2 separate regions of the Callithrix jacchus genome follow, and region 2 is linked to region 1. A link is a contact called in public Hi-C data. All regions are on one chromosome and are shown on one strand. The core of a region is the stretch at or near the end of the contact, and the rest is flanking DNA. Distances in the headings are between cores, read along the strand shown.

What was found. A called contact is a pair of places that touch in the nucleus more often than the background predicts.
Region 2: a contact with region 1 is called in a Hi-C map of skeletal muscle, with 2.2 times the contacts expected there. The contact joins two enhancer-like sites. A contact is called at or near these places in 3 of 3 Hi-C or Micro-C datasets (induced pluripotent stem cells and skeletal muscle).

Annotation. Positions count from the first base shown.
Region 1 is chr7:9,622,682-9,625,561 of calJac240_pri, forward strand. No RefSeq gene overlaps it. Among named protein-coding and RNA genes, the nearest start is that of KLF6, 71 kb to the right of the region's middle. Within about 2 kb of position 1,415, at least 8 of the 16 cell types and tissues checked have an H3K27ac peak or open chromatin away from gene starts, as enhancers often do. A contact at or near this core is called in skeletal muscle, where this site is marked.
Region 2 is chr7:9,668,748-9,671,774 of calJac240_pri, forward strand. It overlaps LOC118155226, which reads right to left. Exons shown (of 6, transcript XM_035306677.3): 6 at 1-3,027. Among named protein-coding and RNA genes, the nearest start is that of KLF6, 25 kb to the right of the region's middle. Within about 2 kb of position 1,369, at least 8 of the 16 cell types and tissues checked have an H3K27ac peak or open chromatin away from gene starts, as enhancers often do. A contact at or near this core is called in skeletal muscle, where this site is marked.

The sequences.
Region 1 (2,880 bases), core at 165-2,664:
CACTGCCCCCCAACCTGGGTGGCAGAGTGACACCCTGTCTCAAAAAAAAAAGCAGAAAAGCCTTTGTACGTCTCTTCATTTTCAAATGAACTCTTATATAGAAGCCTGCTATACAAAGCAGATCTACAGATCTGCCCACTTTATACACACATCAGTGAGAGACAGAGAGGGGAACAGGGAGGCTGGGAGGAAAATAGGGGCACATGCACCATCAGTCCTGGCTGCTGTACCCGCTGGTGAAGGATAAGGCGAGGCTGAGACTTGCAGACCCCGAATAGAGATCAGTACCATCGGGTCGCTAATTTGTTAGGGTGAAAAGGGAGAAATACAATGGGACCAATCTATTCTGGGCCCACATGTATTAATAATTACCCCCAACCTCCACCCTGCAACACAGTATTCAGATTAAACTTCCCTGGGAGAATAGATTATAAGGTGTGGAAAGCACCTTTTACAAAATTAGAGCCCTGTGGATTTCCAAAAGCTAAAAATGACAATGGGCTTTTATCAGGAACCCAAGAGGGGGCCATAACCACTCCTAAAAAAACGTTATTGGCTGAAGCCGACACAGGCATTCTGCAAGGAGATCTCAGTCCCCAGGAGGGGAGTGGGCGGCGCCAGGGCCCAAGGGCACGCGTTTGCAATGTGTTTGGCCAACGTTCTGGAATGCAGTCTGTGACTGTTCAATAAAACGTTTCCTCAGAGCAAGCAGGCAGGCTTAGAGGTGATCACACGTGGTCTCATTCCCACTGGCAACCCCGAACAAGCAAGCGGCCCTACCCAAGCAGTGGAAAGGCCTGGGTTATTTTTAAATGTGTTTCACAACGTGTGATTTCCTAACAACAAAAAGCATGGTACAGCCGTGAAAATGACAGGAGAACCCTGAGGTGGGCATAGCAAGCAGAGAAAGGGGACAGCCTAGGGCTGCCTAGGGCAAGGCTGGCATTACGGAGGAAGGTGAACGAGGACGTCCTATGCAGAGGAGCCTCTTTTTGTCTTTGGAAAGTCCTGTGAAAATCAGGCCTAGAAAACCAGCTATGACTTCGCAGACGAGCAGAGGAGTGCATCACGTGGCTTTTCTCTCCACATATTTGGCTCCCTATATTTAAAAATAAATGTCTCCTGACTAGCCTTGAGGAGTGCGTCTACAAAAGTGGCCTGGCTGCAAAGCACAGGAGGTTACGGCAAGCCCAGAAGGCAGGGGCCTCTTGATTTTCCATCTCTCTGGACCAGGAGGCGAGGCCTCCTGGTTTTCCATCACGTTTCTCTGAAGGCTTCAGAGAATAGAGCAGTCTGTTCAGAGAAGTAGAGCAGTTCGTTCTCCAGGAGGGCACTGTCTGCTGAGTCAGTTCAAGCGGACATGACATAGCTGGAAACCCCAGAGCCTGGGCAGCTGAGCCGCCGCAGCATGGTGGGAGCACTGCCGCCCCTCTGAGCTCCCGCCACCCAGCCTTCCCAAGCCACACTACCACCTTCCTGCAGGCCTGGTGAGGAGGGTACCAGGCCATCCTACAGAGATGCTGGGGGTGACAGCTGCAGACTCACTAAACCTTGCTTGGCTGAAAATAAAAATGAAAGCAAATAAGAATTCCACATTTTAGTAAATTAGAAATTTCAATCTCCTGGATACCTGATCCTACAAGTCAAGCTCTTTCTTCTGAATAGTATCTGAAATCAGCAGTTCTCACATATTCCAAGACAAAACTGGACTGGGCTTTAAATATGTGACACTGTTTCGTAATAAAGTGTACTTGTTAATATACCTAATAACTGACAAGCCAGTGTTACAGTCCACGGTGCTTTAAACAGACTCACACAACGACCTGAAGGAGAATTTCCCTGGGAGACCGTCAGTTCTTGGACAACTTTCATCTGTAAAGGAGGAAATGAGTCAGCTTTACTAAGCGTTACCTCATCATTGGTGTTTTGTTATTCAGTAGGCAGAGAACACATTTTGTTACACAGAAAGCCTGTTATTACCAAGGGTACAGGTCACTATTGAAACCTCCTCTTCAAACAGCTACAGGTTCTGTTGTCAAAGATCTTAACAGGCTCTGATTGGAAACGCGCCTGGCTGGTCACAGGACTGCATGACTCACCGCTCCGCTGGGCATTAGCTAAACACAAAGCCGAAAGAACAGAATCAGCTCCATGATGTCATGTCTTCTCGATGTATCTCTGACATAGTTGAGATATGCTAGAGGTTGTTTAGTAACACGTGAAGCTTTCAAATAAGAAGAATGTGTCTGAGATACTCAGGGTGAGAAGACATCTCAGGGCTGTGTTGGAACACGAACATAACACATGCTCCAGGAATTTGGGGTTTGTGGGATTTGTTGATGCAAAGCGTTCCGCGAGGTTTTGTTGCATATACAGTCATCACCTGGGTTGGTTAAAGTTTAACTCAACTGAAATATTTTGGGCTTAAAGAACCATTCAAGAATATCAGGTTCTCAGAACGGATTGAAAAGAAAGCGCTCTCATCTACCGTCACCTAAAACTTACCAAAAAGTTTACTGCAAAGATCCTAAAGGTGTTTCCAAATCAAGGAGAACTATAAATACTGTGTCCATATAGCTGGTGGGACACATGCATACCTTACTATCTTCCTCCCATTCTTTTACATCTATTTAAGGAGAGGCATTGCTTTTCTGGTTAGAAAATAAAAAGTGGAAACAAAGGTTTTCAGTTTCCTCAGAGTTAGCTCTCTAAGGTGAAACACTCCAAAGTCAAAACGATGGACTGAGTAAGCTGACAGCCACCTTGAATCCGTGTGGATACCTTTCTTTGTAATGTCGGCAAAGCTGTATGACTGAGGGTGAGGTCGCTGCTTACCTAGCTCTGCTATTGGTCTGAATCGAGCAAGTGTGAAAGAAATTC
Region 2 (3,027 bases), core at 119-2,618, 46 kb after region 1:
ATAAGCATTTCTTTTGAGCATCATGTCGGCATTCAAAAACATTTCAGATTTTGGAGCATTTTTTATTTCATTCAGCATTTTATTCACTTTGGGATTTGAGATGCTTAATACTGTCTTCTAGTTATTATTGTCATAAACAAGTGAATGAGGCTCTCAAAAGTCTGTCATACATATTGACTAAGAAGGCTCAAGCCAATGGCCTTGGTGCCTGGAATTTCAGCACGGGTTATTTCTACATTAAGGAGAAGAACTCACATTTCCAGGAATTTTTTTTTAACTCTTGCCTCCTTCTACAATTTGAAGACTATAAGGAGAGTTTTCTTTTCTTCTCTTCTCTTCTTTTTCTTTTTTTTCTTTTTTTTTTTTTACAAGGAAGTGTGTGGTCTGTAAGTTGCACTCTTTTAATGACAGCTGAGCCTCCAGGAGCCCTTGGATGCATCCCACGTGACTTAGAGGAGGAAATGCATCGTGGTCTCTGGAGCAGCCATGCCTGTGAGGCCAGGAGATGGGGGAGGATCACCTTAGAGGGAGCGGCTCTCTGGTGGGCATGGCCACCACAACTAGGGGAAATGTCAGCAGAGAAGATGAGGTGAGGACTCAGTGAAGAACAGCTTGGGTCACCAAGAACACTGTTGTGTGGATGGCAGAAGGAGGGCTGTGGTGAAAGACTACCTAGATGTAATCCCTAGATTTTCACGGGAACTGCAGCCAAGCCATTTCCTCCAGCACCACCCAATGCTGCCCACACCGGCACTTTGAAGCTTCTCCCCGCTAGGCAGGCAGAAGTGGTCCTGAGTAACAGGGTGATGAGCTGAATTAGGAAACTGACTCCTAAATTCTCAGAGTCCACTCCTCTCTTCCACACAGGTGTCTCTGAATAGATGATTTTTTGACATTTGACAAAATTGATGGCAGAGAGACAGTAGCTGAGTGCTGAATGGTGCAGTGTTTCTCTGCACCCAAAATGTCCTAGTATATGAGTCCTGAAATGTGTGGGCATCTCATCCTCAGGGAAAGGTTCTACGTCAGCTGCACCTATGCCTTTTACAGCATGGCTTTCTACCCAGCCCCTGCAAGTTAGCAAGCCACCTCGAAACTAACCGTGACAGCACCACTTCAGACGATGCTTTTCAATTCTTTAATAATAATGATAACAACAACTCTCTCATGAGGCCATGCTCCTCACCCAGTTCTGCATGCCGAGGTCACTCAGTTTGTCTGGCTCTGTGACTGCTGGTCATGGTATTTTCTTGCTAGGAGTTTCTGTTTCTGTTACAGACTGTGTTTGCCTGAGGTTTGCTTCTCTTGGCTGCTCTTCCACAGTGGAATGTTCTTTTTGAAATCGATGACTTTCAAGGTAGTCATTAAGTGCTAGAGACCCTTGTAAGCTCCTTCAAAACACCAAATTTGGACTCTCCCCAGCTCCTGAGCTGGCTGTCAAGGGTGTGAGCTGACAGTTTAGATGATTAAGCCAACTGCCAGCATGCCAGGAAATGCCATAATTTAGAAATTCATTTCAATGCCCGTTCCCAGTTCTATGAGGAAGGCCATGTGTGGTTTGCCAGAGATACTATTGAGAGACACTAAATAACTAACATTGATGAGTCTCTATTAAAATAAGATAACTTGCTATGCATTCCTTAACATATCTATGTTTACACTGGAAAAGCAAAACCATTTGACATTAGTAAGACTTTAATTTTACCCTTTGAGCAAAGCAAGTTATGTAACTAACCTAAAAGGAATGCAAAGACAATTTGCAATATAAAATTGCTTTAAGGAATCAATGTAGAGTGATGCTATTAAGATTATCATCAGAATTCAATTAAAATGTCACTAGTTTTCAGTTATGAAGAAGGAACACATCCGGAAGTGCTGTGCTCGCCAACTGTTTAATATTAATTAGTGAAAGTAGTTTCCTGATTTAGCCCAGAAAGTTAGTAAAGCATTTCATTTCAAATACGTTTTTACTGAAAGCAAGTTTTAAAGCTCCCTGGAGCTGTGTTCAGCAAGCCTTGGGAATCTGAACTTTTTCACATATGGAAGTTTGAACCTTTTTTATTCTGTTGTGTGCAAAAACTTTTCTTTTCTTTGTCCTGTTGAAATCGTTACTTTCACCCATATATGGCTCCAAAAATATAAACCATCTTAGAGCGGCTGTTGAAATTATTCACTCTTGGCCTAGAGCTAATTGTGGCTTTTCACTCCTAACAAAATCTTATGAGAAAGTTGTAAGTGAAAATAGGATCAAAATGTACATATAGAAGCTGTGTAGTATTCTCAGAAAAACCACACATGAGGCTTTTTTTTTTTTTTAATATCTGTTTATCAAAAAGCTGCCCATAGTGATTCAGAGTCACATTTTTCATCTGTGTGGATATGCTGGAGAACTTTGACCACACTTGGTGATTTCAAAGCAAGGCAATATCTTTTCGATGACATCAGCTTCCACTCCCTGTACCGAGAACTCACCGTTCTCTGAACTGAAAGTTTGGAGCTGATGCCAAAGGTTGTCTCACCTGTGAGTGCATTTCCTGTAAGGCCCGTTCACCCCAGCGTGGGCCTGGCAGGTTCTGTTAGTGACACACACCTCTCCAGTTCTCACAAGCAACATCCCCAAGACTCACTCTGCAATCATCTCCAGACTATGACCAAGGCCACGGAGAATCGCCACACCTGGAAAGAAGCCTGCCCTTGCTCCTGGGCTGTCCTGTCACTGGCAGGGAGAGTCGCTCTGTTTTCCCCTTCAGATCACTGCGTGATTAATACAAAACACACTGACCCTTATGGGCCAGAAGTGAGCCTTGTAGGTTAACACGTGTGTGTGCCACAGCCAGAAGGTCCCGTGCTGGCCCCTCTTTATGACATGGTTCGAGGACACAAACCCATGAGATTCGGGGTCACAGGAGACCCCTGCAGGGAAATGACAAAACGCCTCTTTGTGCAGCTCAGGCAGCTGACACAGTGTGAAAACGAAGACATGGAAATAAATGACATTGTTTTTTCTGTGCTGTAACAGGAGAGTAG